Linked DNA regions of Mus musculus: region 1 is linked to region 2. Evidence: chromatin contacts called from public promoter capture Hi-C data. All regions are on one chromosome and are shown on one strand. The core of a region is the stretch at or near the end of the contact, and the rest is flanking DNA. Distances in the headings are between cores, read along the strand shown. Region 1 holds the start of Neat1 (nuclear paraspeckle assembly transcript 1 (non-protein coding)). Region 2 holds the start of Grk2 (G protein-coupled receptor kinase 2).

The links. Promoter capture Hi-C pulls out the DNA fragments that hold promoters and counts their contacts.
Region 1: a contact with region 2 is called in a promoter capture Hi-C map of pre-B cells, with 4 times the contacts expected there. A contact is called at or near these places in 1 of 39 promoter capture datasets (pre-B cells) and 1 of 130 datasets of targeted methods (double positive thymocytes).

Annotation. Positions count from the first base shown.
Region 1 is chr19:5,841,703-5,848,569 of GRCm38.p6, forward strand. Neat1 (nuclear paraspeckle assembly transcript 1 (non-protein coding)) reads right to left here and starts at 3,776. Exons shown (of 1, transcript NR_131212.1): 1 at 1-3,776.
Region 2 is chr19:4,301,921-4,308,709 of GRCm38.p6, forward strand. Grk2 (G protein-coupled receptor kinase 2) reads right to left here and starts at 4,302. Exons shown (of 21, transcript NM_001290818.1): 1 at 3,982-4,302. The coding sequence starts at 4,094.

The sequences.
Region 1 (6,867 bases), core at 2,526-5,025, 1.5 Mb after region 2:
GTCTAAGTAGTAACATTTCCAGCTTTAATGACACACCACTCAACTAAATTCAGGGCAGGTTGGCTCCTACAATGGATTAGCTACCATTACCCAGGACTGTTTACAAGGCGTGGCCCACTTCCTGGATTCCCAGGGCTTCTGACCACACCCTTCCCATGGTAAAAAACCTTAGTCATGTACCAAAAAAAAAAAAAAAAAACCAAAAATAGCCAAAGCCCAGCTCCTCAGGCAGACAGAATTGCATGTACAGACTGAAATCTCAAGCCCACACCAGCTTTTAAGAGTGAAAATATGAAAAGCTCATACCATATTAAGACATTTTCCCCAAACTAAAAAACCATACTATTTGGAATACAACCTGGGAATGTTCTAGATCATGTTCAGAATACTCCCTTACCTGCAGTGCCATTATCCCATGACTCAGTGTCATGTCTGCAGCCATTGTCAGCTCACAGTGAGCAGCCCTTCCCTCCCAGAGAGTTGACAAGCTGCTCAGACCAGACCTGCTCTAACTGCTTCCATGGTGCAGTGCATCTAGGCCTAACTATATGAAGGCAAAGTGACAGAGGTCGAGAATGTAACAGCCATGACAATTCTAAGAAGCTTCAATCTCAAACCTTTATTTTGCTGTAAAGGGGAGGAAAATGGTTAGTGGGTTTGTACACTGAACACTTTAGTACAGAGAAGCGTGTGCGACCAACCTGCAGTTACAGCTTTCTTCACATTTCCCCATTCCACACAGCTGTTCCAATGAGCGATCTTGCCCTGGTCACACCACTTTTAAGCACACTCACAAAACAACCACATATACAGGGTTTTCACAAATATGCAAATAAACAGGGTTTTCAGAACCAATTTTTACAAAGTGTTATCTAGTAAGATGACCCAGGGCCCAGTCTCTTTTATTTCCCAAACTGCTTTGACTGACAGTTTAACAGCTTCCCCTCTGCTCAGGGATGGTTTTTAAGCACCATTCAAGCCAAACCCACAATGGATGTATTCAGTGGCAAAGCACTCATGAGGTTTCTACAAGCATCACAATGATCTCATAGCAAGCGCAAGACCCTGTCCCCTTGTCACAATGACTGATTTGAAAGGTTAAATAAGCAAACCCTGTTGTCTTCTGGCCAATTCCAGAAATTCAAGATGTGTTTTGAAGGCATGGCTCACACATTAAATTCCTGTATGTGTTGTATAAGGCATGACTCCCATATGAAATTCCTTTAGATAGCAGCATTGGAATTCTTAATCACACAGTATGACAGAATTTCAATAGAGACCCAGAAGAGTCTGCCAACCTCCCCATACTATGGTTTCAGAGCCCACAACGGGAGGCGTTTACAAGCCCCTCCCCAGCTTCACTTCTTGGCAATCAGCTTCCCCCCACCAGGCTCCACCCCTGTGGCCTGCCTAGGTCAGGGTAGTGACAACCATCTATTGAGCAACTAAGAAAAGCTTTTCAATGTCACCCTTCCCCATTCAACAGTGAAGCAAAACAATTTTGCTCTTCCCCTTGTAGGATTTTGGTATTTTCCAAGCAACTGCATCTCAAAGTAGTGCCACCTGCAGGGATTTACCATCAGCCTTTAGATTTTCATGTGAACTATTTAGTTCCCAAACTGTTATTCCCATCAACCCACGGTTCCAGGCACAATCCTCACCCGCACCCCGACTCCTTCAACCCACCAATGCCAAGCTGAGCCCTGCTTTCTCCCACAAGTCCCATATCTGGTGCCAAAAGTATTATTCCCAAGCTTGATCCATAACTCAGGTTTCACCTTGGAAGGCCATTGTTTCAGGACACTGTCATCTGAGCAGGGCTGTGAACCCAGGCCAGCCTGGTATACACAGCCAGGCCCTAAGTCATAAAAGCTAATGAACAAAAGGGGCCAGAACCACTGTTGCCACTCAACCACCCAGTATCAAATCCACACCCTGGGAGAGACCATTCCCAGGGACCACTTCGGGCCCACGGATCCCTTTTAGTCCAGAAGACGTCCCAAAGCCCAAATTAGATACGGCATCTACCAAGTCGGCAGAATTTGTGGCTAACTTGCGCCTTCCCACTGTTAAACCACAAACCCTACCCATTTTACAACCAGCTCCATCTAAGGAAGATTCCTCCACACCAGTCATTTACAACCCAACAGCTTTCCCCAACACCCACAAGTTTTCAGTTAAGAATCCCTCTGACCAATGCAGAGGCAGGCAGGCTGCAGAAGCAGGGAAGGTGGGCGAGGTCACTGGGGTCCCGATCTACAGTGCAGCACGCTGCGCAGACGTTAAAGTGTCCTACACCTTACGCAATCTTCTCGAGGCCAAGTTCGCAGCACAGAACTACAAAGGCTGGATGGAGGCTTGTTTAGAAGATGCAGCAGTCGAACGCCTCTACCCCCATGAAAAAGGGTGCCTGCTGCCATTCATGCATCCGCAAAGAATGATGCTCCCAGAACAAGACATTCATCTGGAACATTCACAGCCGACGGCCCCTCCGGCTGGAAGCACCTGCCCACCCCCTACAAGCTGACTTCAACGATGGCCTCCTGAGCACAGGGCTTCCTGAGAAAGGCCTGGACCCAGGGCAGGGACGCGCTTCCTAAGCCTCTGGAATTCACTGTGTAGGCGTCAACCGAGGCCGCTGTCTCCTCCAGGGTGAGCCCTCCTGCACTGCTACGACTCACACTGGCAGGGGCTCCATATCTCCTGGTGCCATCTGCTTGCCATGGTGAACACTATAGTGATAAACCACGTCCATGAAGCATTTGGGTGACCGGAAACATGGCTGTGAGCCCACCCCAGGGTCCACACTCACGTCCCGCCCTCTGTGAATCAACACCATCCCTCCCCGCCCAGTCAGGGTGTCCTCCACCTTTACCAAAATGCCGTGCCCAAGACTCCAGCACCGACTCTACATCCTCCACAGGCTTACCGGACGACCCAGGGGCAAGGTTTTAAGTGACCCCTTAACCTCAGAGTGAGGGGCAAGAGTAGGGAAGAGTGAGACCACAGAAGAGGAAGCACGGAACCTAGGCAAAGTCCAGAGAGGGCACTGCTATCTGAAAAATAAAGTTGTGATTAATGTGGCCCCAAGACTTGCGCCTTCAATCTCCATGGTCCCCGCCTGGCAGACCTGACAGTAAAAACAACTTGTCTCTGCAGCCTCCTCCGGCCTCCCCTCGCACCCCGAAGTGGGTGCAGACAGGCCACACCCAAATTACATACCACCCTGGGCCAGAGCTGTCCGCCCAGCGAAGCTAAGTCCACCTTCCATAAGACCAGGCCTCATCCCCAGGTGGGTTCACAACCCCTTATCTGGAAAAAAAGGGGTCTGCTGGTTTTGTCAAGATCAAAGGCGACCTCCACTACGCACCTAGTCCTGCCCCACTGCCTGTCCTCTATGATTTCCGGGGCCTTCAAGGGCCCCCAGTCCACCCGTCTCCATCAACTGCTGCTCTGCCACTCAAGTTAGGACACTGCCCCCATGTAGGCCTGTGAAACTTGTGCCCTCCTGGACGTCAAGTGCCAGCAGACAGCAGGGATAGCCTGGTCTTGAAAGCTGCTGGTTCTTTGTGGATTGTTAAAGGCGCTTTGGAAGCTGCCTTCCACACGTCCACTGTCCCAAAATCTAGTCTCCTTTATACTTAGCCCCGCTTCTCCTCGCACCCCCATCCTAGTGGCTGCCTCTAATTCTGCCACCTCTCTCATCTGAGCCCTGAACTGGCCACTGCCTCCCCACCACTAGCCCCAAGAGCGAGCCCTCCTTGTCACTAACTCCTACAGGTGGAGGTTACAACTTTTGCTTTTATACTCTTGTGTCGCGTCACCCAAACACTGCTAAACGGAACGATTCCTCCACGGGCACTTAAAAAAAAGTTCCTCCCCGACCTAGCCACAGAGCCAAAGGAGCCCACGAGGGGCGGGTCATGGCCTCCGTCAACCGCCACTCCCTCAGATTGCTCAATGATCCTTTTCTGCTCCTAGCGGTGCGTCACAGGATGAAGGGCATATCCAAAGATGATATTTGGGCGGTGAACACCACCGGGGATAAGTAAGTCCCCTTTGCTGCTGAAGGGTAGGGTCAGCTGTTGGGGAAGAGGGTCACACCGAATGTCAGCGCTGAAGGAAAAGTACACGGGTCGCCTCAGGTCACCACGCCCCGACGAGGTCCGAAAGTAGGGCCGGCAGAAAGCCTGGAAAATTCCACTCGGTGGCGGAGGGATCTCTGCGGTGGCGCGTCAGGCGGTAGGGGTGGGGGGGTTGGGGCGGGACCGGGCGCGTGACTTCTCGGGCGTTGCCGCCGCCTGCTCGCAGGGTGACGTCAGTGCGGGCAGCAGCAGGGTGGGGGTGGGGAAGAACTATCCCAGCAGCTTGGGTGGAATGCTTAATTGCGTCTAAGGTTAATTAAATTGCGGGAAAGGTGGTTGCAAGCTATGATAAAGCAAGACTTTTGTATGGTACACATGCATATAGAATGAATGTGTGTATGTAATGTTTATGGTTGAAGAGCGCCCAGTACAGTTAAGTGATTTTAGAAAACATTTTTGCTTTTGGGTGTGGTATAGTGAGAAAAAATATTTTTAAGCTGCATTTCTCTGCGACAGTGTATGGTGGAGTTCAAGGCGTGGGTTTAATGACCACTGGGGGAGCCAGGCTGGCTGTCTACTTGGGGTGGGGTCCAGCACAGGTCCAAAAGCAAACGTTGTCCACAAACAAGGGCTTAGTGAGGGTTTTGAAAAGGGGAATTGTCACCGCCCATGTCAGTGAGGAGCTCGGACAGTCTGACAACCCCCCACCCCCACCCCACCCCGCCATGAAGCATCTACTCAGCTCTTCTGCCACCTGCCTCCACATCCCCCCCCCCCCATACTCCCCAAAATAAAAAAGCTGGTTCAAGCACGCAGAATGAAAAAGGCAGCTGGCAGAATTAACTGCCCGGAAGTCTCCTCCCAGGCTCGACACCCACTCTACAAACAAAACCACCCAGTGACAACAGGCTCCCTTAGCAACCCGGAGGAGGGAAGGAGGGGGTTGTTTTCCGGCCTCTAGCATATGGAATCTGCAAGCAAGGCCCGGCCTAGACTGCACCCTCCCGTTCCCGGAAAACTGGTGACTCTCTCTCTCATGTGACCAGCACAGAGGGTGATTATGTGGCAAGTGCTGGCTTGCTCACCGGTTCTTATGCCACGTAGATTCCTGCGCCTCACCCTTCTCCAAGGGCTAACCTAATCAGCCTTTTATTTATCTTTCTTTCTTTTTAATTCCAGAAAGGGTCTCATTTTGTCTCATACTGGCCTGTACTTCTTGGCTCATCCTCCTGCCTCAACCTTTTTAGTGCTGGGATTACATTACCACTATGTCCGCCTGGCATCAGTTCCAAGTGTCGGTGGTGGGTGGCGGTGACTGCCTGCAAGAACAGGGAGTTGCTTGTTAAAATGTTCTAGAATGCCAGGAGGCGGCTATGAAAGCAGGAGGGAGGGAGGGGCTCCCTGTGGCGGGCCTAGCCTGTGGAGTCAGTCTTTTCTGACTTTGAGGTGCTTAGGCAATTGTTCAACCACCTTCAATTTCCCTTCATATTATTCTTCAGTCCCAGGAACAGCTTTTGAGACTTTTTTTTTTTTGAATTAGTAGGAACAGGGTTAATTGGTAACACACCAAGCCTAGGGCTGTGTAAAGCTAGGTCGCCTGGTCACGCACAGATGAAGCATTTGTGTGCTCACAAGTCTGCAGCAGCCCAGGGACTGTCTCCAGTTCTCAAGGGCAAGATGGCAGTGTCAGAGGCTCCTGGCCTTCAAGGACAGTTTTCTTTGGAAACAATGTATTTGAGGGGAGAGGTGAGGAGGCCTTAGGGCCGAGGCTGTGCCCACCCTTCGCTGGTGGACATACCCAGAGTTTCTTCCTTCACACAGAGGACCTCCATCCCACTGAAGGACTAGGGCAGAGCAGCAACTCCCCCAATCAAAAAAGCTGTTCCAGGAGATTGTGGTAAACAGGTCTGTGGGTGGGGCTGAGGGGTGACAGCCAGAGGAGCCTGCCTGGTTTCTAAGGCATGCCCCTTCCCAGCTATGGGATTCTGGGATGGAGGGCAAAGAGCAAAATGGGGTTCTCTTTGTGATGTCCGATTAAAGGGGGAGCACGCTCCAATTTCTTTCTCAGGGACCTGGCAGCCCCCCACTGGCCTCATCTTCTTTGGAAGTCAGCTCAGCCCTGTTGTTTCCAGACCCAGGCAGACTCAGAATTTCCTACAAAATCTCTTGGAATAGAGAGAAGGGACGAAGTGCCCTAAAGGCAGGGCCATGCCAGTATTGCTACCACAAGAGAATATTCTGGAACTCCAGCCCCCATCCTCCATGGATCCAGTTTCTAGGCTGTAGTGTTTTTAGGTTCCCTTGTGCTTCTCCTGGTGCCAGAGGCCCCTCTGCCCGGGCTCCTTCACACTGAGCCCTGAGACATGCGGGTCAGGAAACTGCACAGTCACTGCGCATTGGCAGGAAGCCTTCCCATCCGCACTCACTGCCCTGGCAGGAGCTGGAACCGATAAAGAAGCCCTGCCCCAAATTTGCCAGGCTCTTCTGGTGGGAAGGGGCCCATCTCTCACCCTTCCCCCACTGTTGCAAAAATCTGGAAGTGAACTCTTTTTATGAAAACAGATCTCACCCAGTGGCTCCCTGTCTCCCTACAATCATAAGCTCTTGTAGGCCAGGGCTGCAAAGTCACCTCTCAAGGGAGCTCTAGCAATAAGTCAGTCTGTCCCATCCCTCCCCCAACTTGATTTGTGGGGGCAGGGTTTCTGTCTAGTGTGTCCTAGATCTCTGAGCCCACAGCTCTGGCAAGACGTGGGCACCAGCGTGGATGACTTCAGCTTATATT
Region 2 (6,789 bases), core at 3,052-5,551:
ACATCATTCCCAGGCTGACAGAGCCCAGATGCCTGTGAGCGCGTGGATCCTGACCTGTGATGCGCGTGCTCCCTTCAAACCCATTTACTGAGTGCACGGTGGAGAAGAGAGCAGAGCTGAGCAACTTAATAGCAAATCCGTGAGATGAGAGCCTCACTCCGGAGAGGAGGGCAGATGGGAACAGGCATCTCAGAGAGCCATTCCCAGGGAGTGGTAGCAGTTTCAAAGGCCCGCAGGGATAGACTGCAGAAAAGATAATCTTGTTTTCAGGGGCAGGAGGTGGGGGGGCGCTGCGAATGGAGTGGAATGTTCTGGTAAGGGGTAAAGGCTGGCAACCGCAGGCTTTCTGCTGGCGATGGAGAAGTGGAGGGAGGAAGAAGAGCAAAAGCCTTCTCAGCTCGCCTGCTCAGCCCTCCTTCCCCCACCAATCTAGGCAGGAAGTCCTGGCTGTAATGAGTTAACAGGAACGAAGAAGCAGAGAAGGAAGAGTAGCAGGGTCTGGGGAGAGGGGGGAAACAAGAATGGGGCGGGCAGCATCTGAGGAAGCTCGTGGTGGGGGAGGGACCAGGAAATAGCCCAGAGAACCAGAAGGCTGCAAGAGGCACCCAGCTCCCACATGCTGCTGCTGGGGCTGCCACTGTCACTGGGGAGAGCAGGGACATCTCCTGGGACCGCCCAGGCAGGGCTCCTCACCCAGGAGCCCTGAGATTAATTACACAGGGCCTCAGTGGTCATATTAAGCAAATGATGATAATTATAAGACTGCAGCAGCTGCTGGAAACAACTTCTGTAGGGCGAGGACCAGACCTCAGTCCCACAGTCTCGGGAGGTCATTGGCGAAGGACCAGCCCCCTTGTTTTACCAAAGCAGATAAACTGAGGCAAGTCCATTCAGGATAAGTGTGCCTGGGTCCAGTGTGAGCCAGAATTGCAGGAGTAAGAATCTATCCATACAGCGCCCCTCCTGAGAGAGAAGCCAGGACCCCCATGTCCCCTCCTGAGAGAGAAGCCAGGACCCCCGTGTGTCCCCTCCTGAGAGAAGGTTGGGTGAGTCTGCTTCCCCAGATCCTCTAGGTGACAGAAGGAAGGGGAGATGCTTCTGCCAAGTTACAGTGGCACAAAGCCCAACAGTTCCCAGTCCCCAGCCCTGGGAAATAAGAGCTGTGATGCCAGCCAAGCTCAGCCAAGCCACAACCCTGGGCACCAGTCACAGAGAGGCTGCCAAGATGGCCTACCCTAAAGTGGAAACAACTCCTATTGGCATACTGGCACAGGAACGAACCCCATTGCTTCTTTACCTGACGCTGGCTTTAGGGTGGGGAAGGAAGCAGGGCCCTGTATGTGATGGAGGCCCTGACATGGAGCTGTCCCTCCTATCTACACACTAGCTTTGCCAGGGCAGCCTGTGTTTCAGCAAATGGCAGAAGGGTTGGGTCTTGTATACCGTGACAGCTGATGATGCCAGAAACTGCCCTGCTACTTTCAGGCCACCACCCCAGACCCACAGCTCCCACGACAAGTGGTTTCAGCCATCCCATCCCACAAACCAATTATATGGGAGTGGGGGAAAGAGACAAAGCACTGACAGGAAGAGACTGTGGTTGGGACTCCAAGGACCTGTGACCCAATCCCAGATCTTCTGTGTGACAAGCCTCAAAGCTCGGTTAGTAAATGAAGAAATACCACCTGCTGGGTCAGCCAGCGTCCCAGAGTTGTGAAGACAAGACACTTCACAGATTGGGATATATTGGGCACACATGAGACACGATCACAACTACCTTCAAGGGTGAGAGATACCTGCCTCAATAGTGTGCAGAGCGCGTCACCACGTAGGGAACCTGCCTTCCATCATGAGAGGCTTGCATGCCTAGGGCCACAGCACTGCAGGGTGACTGTCTGAGCATACCAGTGGGCAGAGTTAGAGGCTCCTAACCATTCACAGACTGAGCAGTTGGCCCAACAACATCCTACTGATGGTGACCCTGCACCTGTGGTATCGCTTCCTAAAACTCACAGCCTGCTGCAATTTTGTTCACAGCTATTACCCCATCCTGGTACTGTTGGCCTTGCCAACTTCACATGTTGGTTTTTGGATCAACTGAGATGACAGATGTCAAAATAAATAATGAATTATTAAACTTTCCATTCTTATTCAATCACATCACATCACAACTGCCACCATATGAAAAGGTAAAAAGAAAGAGGTACAGCTCGTTTTTCAGGGTTCTTGAACACCAGCAAGGAGACGACCGGAGGTAGGGTCTATTAGGAGCAATGCATTCTGGGGAAAGATTGTCCAGACACAGAGAGTTCTAGAAAAGGCACCACCTTAAACTTTGCAGACCTCCACCTGCAGAAGAACCCCATGGCTGTGGCCGCCCAGGAGAGCACTACAAGCCCAAGATGCGGACTGCCCCTCCCCCACTCTTCCCTTTAAGTTTTGTCATTTCTGAACTCATTTTCATCCTAACTGCTGCTGCCCCTAGACAGCCCCAGCTGACACTCAGTCTAGTTCCTGTTTTGAGAAATCTGATTGCAAATGTCTTAGAAAAAAGGGGGGCCCAACGGCCTCTTCAAAACACAGACCAATTTTTCCTCTACAGGGCTTGGTTCTCAGTCAAACTGAAACCCAGTGTGCAGCCACTGGAGGAGGGGGCACGGTGACAGGCACAGCAGCAAGCCCGCAACCTGCCCACCTGGCTCTAAGGACAGAGGACACCAGAGGCCTATTTCACACTGCCCACTGGGGGTAGAGCATGTTCTACCACAGAGAATGACAGTAAAATCAAGGCCAACTCTTGGCTGTTAAAGGAGTTGGCATGGGAGGCTACTGGGACTGGCCTCACCACCCACCAGGAGGCATCCTGGTGGGTGGACACATCTCCTCTTCCAGATGCAGGACAGACGTCCAGGCCACCCTTCAGGTCAGGACAAAACATAAAACTCGAAGCTGAGAGCCCTGATGTGGAGGCCAGGTGACACTGCACAAGCCATTCCAGTCTGAGTTGTTTCCCCTCTCACACACACACACCTTGTTCTATGGGAACAAAACTACACCTGTCTCACTCGCTCTCTGGTCTCCTGTGCAGCTCAAATAGGAAGATAAGTCTATTTACCATAATATACTGGACAAGCCCCAGCTACACCTCTCACATCCTGCCCTGTTCTGCACCCACATCCTGGACAGTTTAAACTTTGATACCAGGTGCGATGACATCAGTTGTCTTGTAGAGAGGTGGCAGCATGGTCCATCTGCTGTAGGATGGGAGGTCCCCTGGTCAAAAGTACCCATAAGGAACCACAAGTGGGGAAAAGGGTAAAGTAGGGACTTCCCTCACCCACCGGAGCGCAGCCCTCAGGAATGGTACACTGCACTGTCCCCAGAAAGCACTCTCAAACCCAATCCCATAGTGACCCCACCATAGGGGAAGGCAAAATAAATAAATAAATAAATAAATAAATAAAAGTCTTCAAATTGGTCCTCTTCACTCCACAAACCTCACAAGAGTGTTACCCACTCCACGGGGAGTGGATAGGGTAGTGGAATACCAACGGGAGCAACAGACTGTGTGATACAATCGGGTAAACAGAGGCAGACTTGAGGAAGGGAACCACAAGGGAACACGAGAGGGTAGAGGGCAGAGCCAAGCATCAGGGTGGAAAGAAGGCTGCAGCAGAGTCAGGGGCTGACAGCGACCAGGCCGGGCAGTGAGATACAGGAAGCGGCAGGGCGGCCCAGGGCTAGGAGCTTGGACTTGGGGCGCCCAGGGCTTGCGGACACCAAGCCTTGCGGCGGCAGGGACAGAGGAAGTCTCCGGGTCCTGGGGCGGCCAGAATAATGGGGTCTCCGGGGCAGAAGGTCCCCGGAGTAGAAGGGGTTCCCGGGTCCTGGGGCAGAAGGTCCCCGGAACCTGGGGCGGAGGGGGTCCCTAGGGCACGGGATCCCGGGGCGGCGCGTGGGGCCCGGCACAGGCGGGCTCACCTGGGCTCTGGCAGCAGGATCTTCTTGCTGGCGCGCGCGGCCGGCGTGGCCTTGCTCTTCTCCATGGCCATCAGGTAGCTCACATCGGCCAGCACCGCCTCCAGGTCGGCCATCTTGGCGGCGGCGGCGGCGCTGTTCCTCCCGCCGCCCGAGGCTCCGCTCCGCTCCCGCTCGCTCGGCCCGGCCCGGCCCGCGCGGCTTGTGGGCCTCGGCGCCGCCGCCGCCCCGCCCGGTCCTCGCTCGTCGCCGGCTCACAGGCGGCGCCGCCCCATGGCGCCGGCTCGGGCCCGGCCCGGCTCGCGCTCCGCTCCCGCCGGGACTGCAGTCGGGGCGCCGCCGCCGCCGCCACCACCACCACCACCCGCTCGCCCGCGCCCCGGAGCTGCCGCCGCCGCCTCCGGCCCCGCCTGCCGCGCACAGCGCCAGCGAGCCGCCGAGGGGCCGAGCCGGGCGGGCGGCGGGCGGGCGGGCAGGCGACAGCGCCCCCTAGAGGCTGCACCGCTCGGGTCCGAGACACGGGTCTCAGTCCTGGTTTGTTACCTGAGTCTTCCACCAAGGACTCTAGGATGACCTCAGACCCCAAGCCATGACCACAAACGCGGATCCCATCTCAGCATGCTAGACTGCACGCTCCACTAGGGCCAAGACCGTGGGTCCTAACAAGAATCCTGACACCGACCAAGACTCCTATACTCAAATTTCTGAACATTCTCTCAGAGTCACACCATCATTACCACCCCTGACTCCTGACCTGACCAGATGACAATCCTGACTTCAAACTCCCAACAGGACCCCAGACTCAGAGCTTGGGCCGCACTCCTGACATGAACGTTTGTTGTTGTTCTTGTTTTAGAGAGGGTATCCCCGTGTAGCCTTGGCTAGTCTGTAACTCACTATGTAGACCAGGCAGACCACTAATTCACAGCGATCTGCTTTCCTCTGCCTCCCAAGTGCTGAAATGGATTAAAGGCATAGTCCATTAAACCACACTCTGATGAACGCCGAACTCATTAATTGATCGATCGATTGACTGATCAGTTGATTGATTGTGTATGCACATGTGGAGGTTAGAGGACAGACAATTTGACCATCAGTTCTCTCTTTTTACCACATGGGTCTCTAGGGATGGAACTCAAGGTCCTCAGGCTTGGTGGCAAACATTTTACCCACTGAGCCCTTCTGTGCCTTCTTCCTTGGCCAACTCCTGTCTACTTTACCTGGCTAGCACACGAGAGGCAAAAGCAGGTGTCTTTCTGTAAAGTCAAAGCCAACCAGGGCTATAGAGTGAGACCCCGTCTTAAGCAAATGAGTGAAAGCAATTTAAACTGCACACCTCTCTAGAGCACCTCTTTGCTTTCCAGGCTGCCAGGACACTCCCACCCCAGGCATGGACACTTAGAACCTGATTCTCCTGCCAGTTCGTGTCCAGCAAAGCAAGTATCCCGACTCCCCTGACTTCTTGACTCCTTCAGAAGAAAACAAATCCTATTAGGGGAGAAAGGTTGTCAGCGGACGACATCTCTAGACAGATCCTGCCTCTACTTCTCCTTTCCTAGGTCACCACTACAGCCTCCTGAGAGTCCTCTGACCTGTCCATTTCTCAGGGTTCCTAAAACTGCCCTCTGATACAGGCTCTGACCAGAATGGCTGTCCCCAAATCTAGATCTGATGGGATTACTGTACATTCAAGGCCAAACAACAGCTGTCTAGTGCCCCAGAGCTACCAAGAGTGAAAAGTCCTGTTTTTGTTTCTGGTTTTGGTTTTTCCAGACAAGGTTTCTCTGTGTAACCCTTGCTGCCCTGGAACTCACTCTGTAGACCAGGATGACTTTGAACTCAGAAATCTGCTTGCCTTTGTCTTCCAAGCGCTGGGGTCAAAGGTGTGTGCCACTATACCCACCTGAGACTGCCAAGTCTCCTTTGGTTTTGTTTGTTTGTTTGTTTGTTTTTTTTGAGACAGGGTTTCCTTGTGTATCCCTGTCTTGGAACAGGGTGTAGACCAGGCTGGCCTTGAACTTGAACTCAGAGATTAACTTGCTTCTGCCTCCCAAGTACTGAGATTAAAGGCATGAGCCACCACCACCTGTCAAAAGTGTAAAATCTTAAGGGGACATTTTGGACCCCAATTTTCTGCTGCCCAAGCCAGGTTCGGTTGAACAGTAACCTGTGCTTAGCTTTTTTGAAACAGAGTCTCACCATGTAGCCTTTGGTTAGTTTGAAACTTAACTATGTAAACCAGGCTAGCCTTGAACTTATAGAGATTTATACCACCCTAGTGGCCTAGGTGAACAGTCTCTCTCTCTCTCTCTCTCTCTCTCTCTCTCTCTCTCTCTCTCTCTCTCTCTCTCTCGTTTTTGAGACAGGGCTATGGAGCTGTGGCTGTGCAAGAATTCACTATGTAGACCAGGCTGGCCTCAAACTCACAGAGTTTGCCTGCCTCTGCCTCCTGAGTGCTGGGATTAAAGGCGTGCACTACCAGCGCCAGGCTGGCGAGTCTCTTAAACTGAAGCATGAATGGTAGAGTCCTGTTGCCCTCTTTAGCTTGGTTCCTGCCATCCCCTAAGAATCTCCTCTCTCTGTTAGTTCTTCACTTTGGGCTTCTGCTTTTCCATGGACCTGGAAGCCCCTTTATGTGCCTTCTTCCATAACCAATCCTGCTGTTCCTTTCAGACCCACGCCCTGATGCCCTGACCCCAACTGTATGCATGTTCCATTCTACATTTAACACTACCAGGCCATATTGCTTTCATTTAAAACCATCGTCAATCAAAACATTCATTGTTGTACATATAAATTGGGGGAAGGCAG